Linked DNA regions of Mus musculus: all the other regions are linked to region 1. Evidence: chromatin contacts called from public Hi-C and HiChIP or PLAC-seq data. All regions are on one chromosome and are shown on one strand. The core of a region is the stretch at or near the end of the contact, and the rest is flanking DNA. Distances in the headings are between cores, read along the strand shown. Region 1 overlaps Prex1 (phosphatidylinositol-3,4,5-trisphosphate-dependent Rac exchange factor 1). Region 2 overlaps Arfgef2 (ADP-ribosylation factor guanine nucleotide-exchange factor 2 (brefeldin A-inhibited)). Region 3 holds the start of Prex1 (phosphatidylinositol-3,4,5-trisphosphate-dependent Rac exchange factor 1).

Evidence for each region. A called contact is a pair of places that touch in the nucleus more often than the background predicts. HiChIP or PLAC-seq counts read pairs in DNA pulled down with a chosen protein or histone mark.
Region 2: a Hi-C map of bone marrow-derived macrophages shows a contact between it and region 1, with 20 read pairs. The contact joins two enhancer-like sites. A contact is called at or near these places in 3 of 484 Hi-C or Micro-C datasets (Th1 cells, bone marrow-derived macrophages and cerebral cortex), 1 of 115 datasets of contacts at active chromatin or transcription factors (bone marrow-derived macrophages) and 4 of 9 other capture datasets (adipose tissue, embryonic stem cells, liver and 1 more).
Region 3: an H3K4me3 HiChIP or PLAC-seq map of bone marrow-derived macrophages shows a contact between it and region 1, with 2.8 times the contacts expected there. The contact joins the promoter of Prex1 here to the enhancer-like site in region 1. A contact is called at or near these places in 1 of 39 promoter capture datasets (maxillary cranial neural crest), 2 of 15 datasets of contacts at CTCF or cohesin (the NIH/3T3 cell line and large pre-B cells), 4 of 484 Hi-C or Micro-C datasets (bone marrow-derived macrophages, embryonic stem cells and granulocytes), 16 of 115 datasets of contacts at active chromatin or transcription factors (CD8 T cells, bone marrow-derived macrophages, embryonic basal ganglia and 10 more) and 4 of 9 other capture datasets (adipose tissue, embryonic stem cells, liver and 1 more).

The regions. Positions count from the first base shown.
Region 1 is chr2:166,573,933-166,577,126 of GRCm38.p6, reverse strand. It overlaps Prex1 (phosphatidylinositol-3,4,5-trisphosphate-dependent Rac exchange factor 1), which reads left to right. Exons shown (of 40, transcript NM_177782.3): 31 at 422-463; 32 at 1,361-1,581; 33 at 2,907-3,006. Among named protein-coding and RNA genes, the nearest start is that of Gm29679, 11 kb to the right of the region's middle. Within about 2 kb of position 1,511, at least 22 of the 459 cell types and tissues checked have an H3K27ac peak or open chromatin away from gene starts, as enhancers often do. A contact at or near this core is called in bone marrow-derived macrophages, cerebral cortex and embryonic basal ganglia, where this site is marked.
Region 2 is chr2:166,819,354-166,822,547 of GRCm38.p6, reverse strand. All of the region lies in intron 1 of Arfgef2 (ADP-ribosylation factor guanine nucleotide-exchange factor 2 (brefeldin A-inhibited)), which reads right to left. Among named protein-coding and RNA genes, the nearest start is that of Arfgef2, 15 kb to the right of the region's middle. Within about 2 kb of position 1,632, at least 53 of the 459 cell types and tissues checked have an H3K27ac peak or open chromatin away from gene starts, as enhancers often do. A contact at or near this core is called in bone marrow-derived macrophages and cerebral cortex, where this site is marked.
Region 3 is chr2:166,712,248-166,715,441 of GRCm38.p6, reverse strand. It overlaps Prex1 (phosphatidylinositol-3,4,5-trisphosphate-dependent Rac exchange factor 1), which reads left to right and starts at 1,610. Exons shown (of 40, transcript NM_177782.3): 1 at 1,610-1,927. The coding sequence starts at 1,724. Gm46777 (a long non-coding RNA gene) reads right to left here and starts at 1,613. Exons shown (of 3, transcript XR_001783555.2): 1 at 1-1,613.

The DNA.
Region 1 (3,194 bases), core at 262-2,761:
CTCTCAAGTCTCTTTCTCCCAGAGACCTTCCCTCTCGCTGAAGTTCTGCCTTCCCTTTCCTGCCCAGCTACTGGCTGTCAGTTTTTTTATTAAGTCAATCAGCAAGCGAGGAAGGTGAATATTTACAAAATAGGAAACCTATAGCTCTCTGTGGGTACAGAATTAACCGTTCAATATACAGAGTCACACCTTTACACAATGTGCAAGAGGTTACCCCCAACACAGCTCTCTGATGAGGATACAGGAACACTGGTGGTAGGGGCTCCATCTCTGATGTTCAGGGGCTCTGGAACTTACCCAGCATGCATTGAGCACAGCTCAAGCATCTGTGAGGGGCCAGAGCCCGGGTGCTGTAGGCACTGGCTTGCCCCGCTTCTGCCATCTCTGCTCACCCCTCCTCCTCTCTCCTCCCTCCTTTCAGATGGAAAGAACCAGCTGCTTCTGGCTCTGCTCAAGTGCACAGGTAGGAATGGGGCTGTGAAGGGGTCCCTGGGAGACACAGTGGGTGCTGTGGCCACAGGCTGGGGTGATGTCCCTCTGCTGGCCAACAGCATCTCAATGGGGCCCTCAGCATCTGCACTGGGGAGGCAGCCTTTTCTCCCAGTCTCGCCGAGAACTTCTCACCTTTTCCTCTGGGGCCAGGCAGAGGACTAGACTCAGGTCCTGGGGAACATGAGCCCTGTTTAGTGCTACCTGTTAGGCCTGGTGGGTGTTGGCAGGGGGACTGGTGGAAGACGGAGGGTGAGGAACATGGGCTCTGAGCTAGTAGAGCGGAGCCTGGAAATAATAGAGGATGTAACTGCAGGATACCTTCATGTGTGTGCGTGTGCGTGTAGTATGTGTGTCCATGCACACACATGCATGTGCACATGTAGACTTGAGTATGCATATGTGCATGTGTGGATGTGCCTACTCTTTATACAGATTACCAACTGCCTGGCTTGACCAGTTGGGGCAGGACTTGGGGGAGGTGAGGCAGGGGGAAGTGTTCCTGGGACCCATCTTGAATATGCAGCTTAGTACTGCTAGGATTCGTGTGGCCAAGGCTGAGAGGTCCCGTGATTCACTGTAGGGCAGTGGGGCAGGGTTTGGGCGTATGTCCGCCTCGGGAAGAGCCACACATTCGATTCTCCAAGAAGCAGGCACTTGGGCAGTGGGAGAGTGAGACTTGGGGCAGATCTGTCTTCTTTTGAAGAATTTATTTTTCTGCAACTGGCTTTTGGCAACCTATTTGCCCCTTCAGAGTTCTCCACAGGCCCCCGTGGGCATGGCAGGTCCAGGGTTCGGGTGTTGAGGGTGGAGATGCTGCCAGTCCGCACAGCACCACTTACCCAGAGCGCCCCCCCCCCCCCCCCCACAGACACGGAGCTGCAGCTGCGCAGGGATGCTGTCTTCTGTCAGGCTCTGGTGGCCGCCGTGTGCACTTTCTCGGAGCAGCTGCTGGCCGCCCTTGACTACCGCTACAACAACAACGGCGAGTATGAAGAGAGCAGCAGAGATGCCAGCCGCAAGTGGCTGGAGCAGGTGGCGGCTACAGGTGTCCTGCTGCACTGGCAGTCTCTGCTGGCACCAGCCTCCGTGGTAAGCGGCTGAGGTCATTGGCAGCACGGGAGAGAGTGCTGTGGCTACTCTCTGCTCCCAGTTACCCAGGGGTTCATGTGGCAGTGATTTGCTGAGCATTTGCTTTTAGGTTTTGGAGTTCGTGGATGAACAAAAGTCCCTGTGCTCTGTGGTGTCCTGGGGAAGAGAGACAGACAGAAAAGACCCATGGTTCTGAGCCGCAAGCGGGTGTCTCGTGGCAGTCTGGGCTGGCAGCTGAGGAATCCAGGGAGGGGAGAGAATATTACTTGCATCTAGTGCAAGTGTAGAGGGCAGGAGGGCTGGCTCGTTACCCAGTAGCAGTTCCATTATGTGTGGTTCCAGAGGCTATCTCAGGCCGCCCACGGGCAGCACAGCCCTAGATCGCCCCCTGCTGGCCACTGGTGAGCACTGCTGCCGGTCTTCAGAGATCTGCCTCTGGCCCCACTCCACAGCAGCCCTCTAACCTCTAAGGATGGAATACCAGATCCAGCTCATTCACTGATGTCACCAGCACCGAGCTGGCCACTGGGTCTACAGCTTATTTCCTAGAGAAGTAGACTGACAGGGGAGACAGCCCAAAGGCCTTGGAGTCTCTCTGGGGGGAGTAGCCAGACTTTCTGGGTGGTGACTTTTGATTTATGATATCTGTCAGCCAATAGGAAGGTCTGAGGAAAAGTATGCAGAGGGACAGCACGGGCAGAGGCCCTGGGCAGAGGCCCGTGTGGCCAGTGGGGACAGGCAGGGAAAGCAAGGTTAGTGGGATGGTCTGCAGGCAGAAAGTGACTCGGAAGCTGAAGGGCAGGGGACTCCTGTGATCTGGGCTAAGTTTTAAAAGAAAGCGTGTAACCTTGGAGAGAGGCGGTTAGGGGACTAAATGGAGAAAGAACCCTCTGAGGTGTCCTGGTGAGAACAGCTGCAACTAGAGTTGGGTGTTGGCCGGGAGGCTGGACGGAGGCAGACTGTGTCCAGGCAGTCGTAGCTGCTGGATGGGGTAAGACGACCAGGAGCGGACGGCCTTGAGAAAGGGATACAGAGCAGGTCTAGGGGGCTTAAGAGAGGAAGTGCAGATGCTCATGGAGTTGGCTGCATTTTGGATGGTACCGGGTGTGGCTTTACTGGGGCCACACAGCAAGGCAGAGCAGAAGTGACTTCTGACCCCTATGGGGTACAGGGCAGGTGGTGGGATGAACCATGATGTCACCTGTAGAGCCACACCCAAGACACCCACAGGCCTCCCAGCCCCGTAGGTGCAAAGCATGGCATCTCCAGGGCAGCCCAGGACAGGGTGGCATCTGAGTCTCCCTTACCACCGCCTCTTCCCGCAGAAGGAGGAACGGACCATGCTGGAGGACATCTGGGTGACGCTGTCGGAGCTGGACAATGTCACCTTCTCCTTTAAGCAGCTGGATGAGAATTCTGTGGCCAGTGAGTAAGCCCTCCCTTCCTGCCCCGAGTCGAGCTGCTCAGAGCCACGCTGGCTCTCCTCCGCTGCCAGGCCAGCAGCCCAAGTGGACCAGTCTCCAGTGCTTCAAGCCTCACGGCCCAACCCGAGACTCAGAGTCAGTCTTTGGGGAGCACATAGAAAAAGGAGGGGGGTGTATCAGCTACTTCTC
Region 2 (3,194 bases), core at 383-2,882, 250 kb before region 1:
CAGAGGCAAAGCAGGCACAGCAGGTGGCTGTGTCACGTCTTTGGCTCGGCTCTTATCTCAAACCAAAGTCCAGTGGGGATGCAGTCCCCAGTGCTGCACAGGAGAGCTGCTGGGTGCCCTAAACTGGAACTAGAGACATTGCCCACTGTCGTCCTCTGCAACCCAGGGTGGCAGAACAGATACACTCTCAGTGAGGACCTCAAGGCAGGCCACACCCACTCACCACTCAAGAGGAAGACAGGGATGATGGCTGGGAGACCGGTGGCTGGTGGGGCTCACCCTGCACTCCACTGCTTCCTGTGCTAATAGCACAGCACTCACAGTTGCCAAGTGGGCAGCCTGCAGCAATAAATGAGCAGGCCACAAAGGAGGGAGATAGGCCCAGGCTAGGGCAGCTGCACCTAGAAAGCCACAGACTTCTGCAGAGATGGATTCTGGGTGTTGTATTACCTACGAAAGCAGCATCCCCACTCACCAGCCTCTCCTTCCCATCAACGGCCACCAAGATCCTCACACCTGACCCTGCCCAACAATCATTACCGGCTAATTCCCTCAGACCACAGCATCTTTCCAATAGGACAGCCACATGTCCCTCCTATCTAACTCAGCCCTATCCCCCTTCAAGGCCCTCAGTCACCTGCTCCTCCACCCCAAATCCTCCTACAGTGGCTGGTCATATTCCAAATCTTGCCCCTGTGTGGAACTGGGGCACCTCTAGTTCCTTTCTAGTCTCTCTACATGATCTCCTCTCTTTCCAGCTAGCCTACCTACTCAAATGCTCCCAGAGGATCCTACACTGGCCAGCCAGACCTCCCAGGACTGACCTGACAGCTTGCCTCTTCCTGCATTTTCCAGGTGGAGCCCTTCAGCAGGACTGCTGACAGAGTGAGAGACATCCAACAGCCATGACTTCTGACCTCTGGTCTCAATTTGTGGCAAAATCCCATCCTAAGATAACAATTCCACCCTCTGGTGAACTGTCTCCACCTAAGCAAACATCCAACAACAGGCGAGTCTATGATGTTGCCATCACCAGCCTCAGAGGCTACGTACTTCTGCACCATGTGTAACATACATCGCTCTCCTCAGTATCTCTCACTGACTGGCATCATCATATCCTTCCTTCACAGATAATATAGCAGCCTCCTGTCCTGGAGAAGTTAGATGCCAACACAGGGAGACTCTCTCAACTTCCTGTTAGCAAGCCTGTCCACCCTAGGGTCCCCTTGTTCTGAGGCAGGAAGAAGATACCATCCCCCATGCCCACCTCTCCCTACTGCTTGCCTGGGGACTTCATGCTCTCAGGACCAGCCACTCTTCTCATCACAGGCTCCCATCACTGCCCACTAACCACCTGACTGTTCTACTTCTGACCCTCTCCTCCCTTCCTCCCTCCCTCCCTCCCTCCCTCCCTTCCTCCCTCCCACCCCACAGCTCTTCTCCACACAGCAGCCAGAGGGACAGTTAACACTGTCAATTTGATAGGCTCTAAAGTCACCCAGGAGACAAGCCTCTGGGCATGCCTGTGAGACTGCCTCCATTAGACTAGGTGAGGTAGGAGGAGCCACTTTAATTGTAGGCAGCGCCATTTCTGGAGTCCTGGGCATAAGAAGAGAGGAAGCTGAGTACCAGCATCCACCACTCTCTGCTTCCTGACATGGCCATGTGACTAAGGCCTCAAGCTCCCGCCACAGTGTACTGTCCCATCAAACTGTAAACCAAAACAAACTCTTCCTTCTGGGAGCTGTTTTGAGGCAGCAAGGAGATAGGCAGTGTGGGAAATGGCTCACACTGAGGGGAGCCAATGGCCCTCATCTGCTCAACTCTCCAACAGCACGAAGTTCAGAATCCTTACGGCTCCACTCTGGTCTCCCCGTCCACAGTCACTCCCTACCATAGCCCAGGGCTCTTTCAGTCCCAGGCTCACATGTCACCACTTCAGAGGTGCTTTTCAGCATCCTCACTAGCTGCCCCTGGGACAGCTCTGCACTCCATTTCCCGCTAGCTTACTCCTCTCAGCTTTCTTCCCAGTACTGACTGGTCACCCCTGACATACTATGTCAGCTCCTTTATGCCTGCTTCCCCAGCCCAGCAGACCCGCTATGCAAGCCAGCCTGTGCTGTCCACTAGAATGTGTCGACAGACAGGAGCGGGTGGGCGGGCACTCAGTGTGTGTTGAACACCCATGTAAATCTTCCTTTTCCTTTCCTGTGTTATTTAACCTCTCCCTCAAGTGGATCCCCTTTCAATGACATTTAGAAAATTCCAAGTGTCTTCTCCCTTAAGGAAAGAAAACTGAAGGTGTGCGTGGCGACACCCCTATATTCCAGCACTCAGGAGGTCGGAGCACAACTGCCACAAGTACCAGGCCAATCACTACTACATAGCAAGTCTGCCTCAAAACCAAGAAAGAGACAAACCTTCCATGGGCCACACCGCTCCTCCTGACAGCACACCCAGACACAGCCTGCTCTCCACACCGAGTTTCTCTCCTCCTACTTTCACTTCTGCCTACGCCAGTCTGGATTCCACCTGCAGCACTCCACCCAAAACAGCTCAAGAGACCATCAGTGACCATGTCTCTAACCTGACAGGCCTGCTTCCACGCTCCATCTTTTTATTTACATTTCAGCCATTGCCCCCTTCCTGGTCCTCCCTCCATGTTCCGTCTTACTAGCCTCCCTCAGCATCCCACTTACCAAGTCCACAATCCCAGAATTTTTCTCTGCATCTGCCCCGTGCTTCCCATCTGTCTCTGCCCTAGCTCCCTCTGCACAGGCCACCTCCTCTGCCCAGGCAGAAAGAGATGCAGGTTCTCGCACTAGGCGCTGACCCACACGTTCCAGTCTCTAGACCAGGCCTCTTAGGAGGCTGAGGCTTATCTATGCAGTCGCTACCTATTTCATGTGTGTAATGGATGGTGCTTGATATGGTTTGTATATGGGATGTCCTCTGCAAGACCCACATTTTAAAGATGTGGTTCCCTAGATGGTGGAGCCAGTTGTTGAGGTGTGATTAGCTCAGGAGGGCGCTAACTCTATCAATAGGTTAATCCGTAGTGAGTTCACACTGCGAGAACACAAAGCTGGGCCTGGCTGGAGGGAGTAGATCACTTAGGGATGTGCCTCTGAGGATGGCTTGCTCCTGGTGTCTGCTTCTCTCTCTCCTCCTGGCCGTGAGGCGGCCAGCTCTGA
Region 3 (3,194 bases), core at 361-2,860, 140 kb before region 1:
GGGTTTGTTCCCTCAGACTCTCATCTTACAGATTAAAAAAAAAAAAATGGAGCTTCAGAAAGGTGAAGTGTCTTGGCCAAGGTCACCCAGGCAGCTGGATTTGGCTGGCTCGTGACTGCTACCAGCTAGCGAGTAATGATTTCAAGACAGGGCCCACTGAAACCCAAAAAGGTGCTGGATCTAAGGACAGAAGCAGTGTTATGTCTGGAAAGCTCAGAAACAAGAAGATAATGATTCTTTGGAAACACTCACTCCATGACCAATACCTGATGGGCTCACCCTTTTACATCCATTTACCTAGGATACCTTGCCCACATCAAATGTCACGGTGCCCTAGGCCCCAAAGGAACAGGGCCAGGGGTAGCAGGAGCTACCACAGTCTCTCCTCTATCCTTGTGCAAAAGACTGTTTTACTTCAAGGCCCCAGAGAACTATTCTAGGCATCTTGAAGGGAAGTAAATAGAGGACAGTGCTCCTGCCCCAGAAATGATGACACTCCACAGAGGCTATTTTGTGAAACAGGGACTGACTCCATAGGAGATAATAGATCTGAGGCGGGGCAGGTAGGGATTGAACAAGCAGTTCAGAGGCCCGGTCAAGAGGGCAGTTGACAAAGGCAGGAATAATTAAGAACGAAGATAAGACTTTCTAGGGTGTTAAAATCACTTTCCAGGGACTATGGCTCAGCCGTATGCTGGTCCCTAAGAGTTAGGTGTTACTGTTCTTCCCCTTGTACTGTGAGGCAAACGGAGGAGCTTTAGGTGGGATGGGGGTGCTGACCAAGGTCATCAATGAGGGGCTGAACCCCAGAGGCTGACTCGGGTCCCAATGCCTCTCGAGGGTAAAGGGGGGTTAGCACGTTAACTGAACGTTTGAAAGATCAAGGTCACACAGAACAGCCTGTCGGCTGGCAGCAAAATTCCCATTTTGGCTTTATCTCTGGTGGGTACGAGGGCGGCTTCCTGCAACGGTCTCGTCCAAGTGGGCACCTTTGCTTAGGGATGGGGAGCGCTGGGACAGTAGGCGCAGAGCTCCGACGGAAAGAGAAACAGAAGTAAGGACAAAGATGCAGCTAGAGTTCTTCCAAGGTCACCGTAAGCCGAGGGCATGAGCGGCCGTGTTGGTGGGGGCGTCGAGCTGCTCTTCCGGGCGTCAGGAGATGCGCGTGGTGGTCGCTGATCCGGCTCCAGCAGATCACCCACGGGGCACTCCTTACGGGTGGATGGCGCGAGCTGCTCTTGCAGAACTGCTGAATGGGTCTTGGCCTACAGACTCAGCAGAACCACGACCTGACTGGGGTCTGGGGCGACGCATTTCCAGCCCCAAACTCTGACTGTGCGGCGCGCGCACGAACCGGCTCTTGGCCGACGCTCCCTGGAAGCCGGGAGGGGGCTCCGCCCAATCCCCGCCCAATCCCACCAGACTCCGCCCCAGCTCAGTCCATTCTCCATTAGTCCCCGCCCAGTTTCCGCATGAGGTGCCGCCCCACCCCGTCCATTTTCTACAAAGATCCCCGCCCACTAGCAGATTGACCCCGCCTCCTTCCCCGCCCATCGCTCAGCCCTCTCTACCAAGGCCCCGCCCATACACCATGACCCCGCCCAGGTCCCGCCCCCGCTCCGCCTGCCCCGGGCCCGCTGAGCGGCGCCTGTCCGGGATGCGGAGCCCGGACGCCTAAGCCGCGGCGCGACCTCGGCGCGGGAAGTTCGGGCGCCGCGCGGCTATGGAGGCACCCGGCAGCGGTGGTGGTGACGGCGGCGGGGACCCAGGCGGGGACGGTGCGCATCCCGATGCTCGCGGCCCCGTCTCCGGGCCGTGCGCGGCCGCCCGCGACTCGGAGCGCCAGCTGCGCCTCCGTCTGTGCGTACTCAACGAGATCCTGGGCACCGAGCGCGACTACGTGGGCACCTTGCGTTTCCTGCAGTCGGTGAGCTCCCGCCACCTGTGGCCGGCCGGCCCGCGTTGCGCTTTTGTCTGTGGCTCCCCGCCTTGTGCATAGTTTGAAATGGTTACATCCGCGCGGCCGCTGCCCGGGGCCGCCCCGCTGGGGGGCCAGTGTAGGGAGAAGCCCGGGTAGGGGCTCCTTAGCTGCACCGGGGACCCTGGGCTCCGTAGCCTTGCCCCAGCTCGAATTGCACAGTCAAAGCCTTAGACTGCAAAACAGCGTCCGAGTGCGTCTGTGTACCACGCACCTTACACTGGTATCAGCAGACTGTGCCGTTACCGGGCTCATCAGTAGGTTATATTTTCTGATCCTTAAGATCAGGGAAGAGTTCGGCTCCAGAGAGGTTGAGTCCCTTGCTCTGGATAGTTCTGCAGGCTACGTCGTAGGGTTGGATGCAGGGCGGTGACCCAGGGCAGCCCTGCGGGGGCTTTAAACTCCGGTACGTAGTTGCCCTGGTGTCTCTAGTGAGAATGAGGAAGGGGCCACTTCCCTACCCTCCTAGGAAGTGAGAAAACTGGAGGGGGTGGGAAGGGCTGGTCTTAGAGACCTGAGGGCTTTAATCTCCGTGCCTCCTGCTGGGGCCGCTTTAACTCCCTTCTTGGGTTGGAGGAAGTCTTAACCCTGCTTCAGGAAGGCGTGCGTTTGTGTGTGTGTGTGTGTGTGTTTCAAGAGACCCCCAATCACACTGGAGTTCTCTCCATCTGGGAAAAAGAAACACTCAATGGCTTAAGGATGCAGGGGAGTCTGTGTGAGGTCGGGGGGGGGGGTTCCCACTGAGGGAGGAGGGAGTACGAAGTTGGGGGGGGGGAAGACGCTGTGTGGAGGCATTGAAAGCCCTTTGGCCCAAGGATCCTTCTGGAAAGGCCTGTGAGAATAAGACAGGGTTGGCTTTCTTTCCCATCTCTTCCTCTCTCACAGTTGAGAAGGGGGTGGGGGAGAGAGAGAGAGAGAGAGAGAGAGAGAGAGAGAGAGAGAGAGAGAGAGAGAATCGGGTAGGGCTTGAAGCTGGCAGTTTCTAAATGAAAGAGGCAGCCACTCTGGCATTGCTGAGCAATGACAGATTCTAGGGAACTCCTCACTTCCCCCTCGCAGTGACTGAGCTGCTCAGCCTTAAAAAGAAACAGGAAATCTAAACTAGTTTTTATATTAATGGGGGAAAAAAAACAAAACCCACTCCCCCATGTGTGCCCCTGGCTGTTGTGCTAGGTTGACTGCGGTTTTAAATCGTCCCTACGGAGACGGGGCCGCT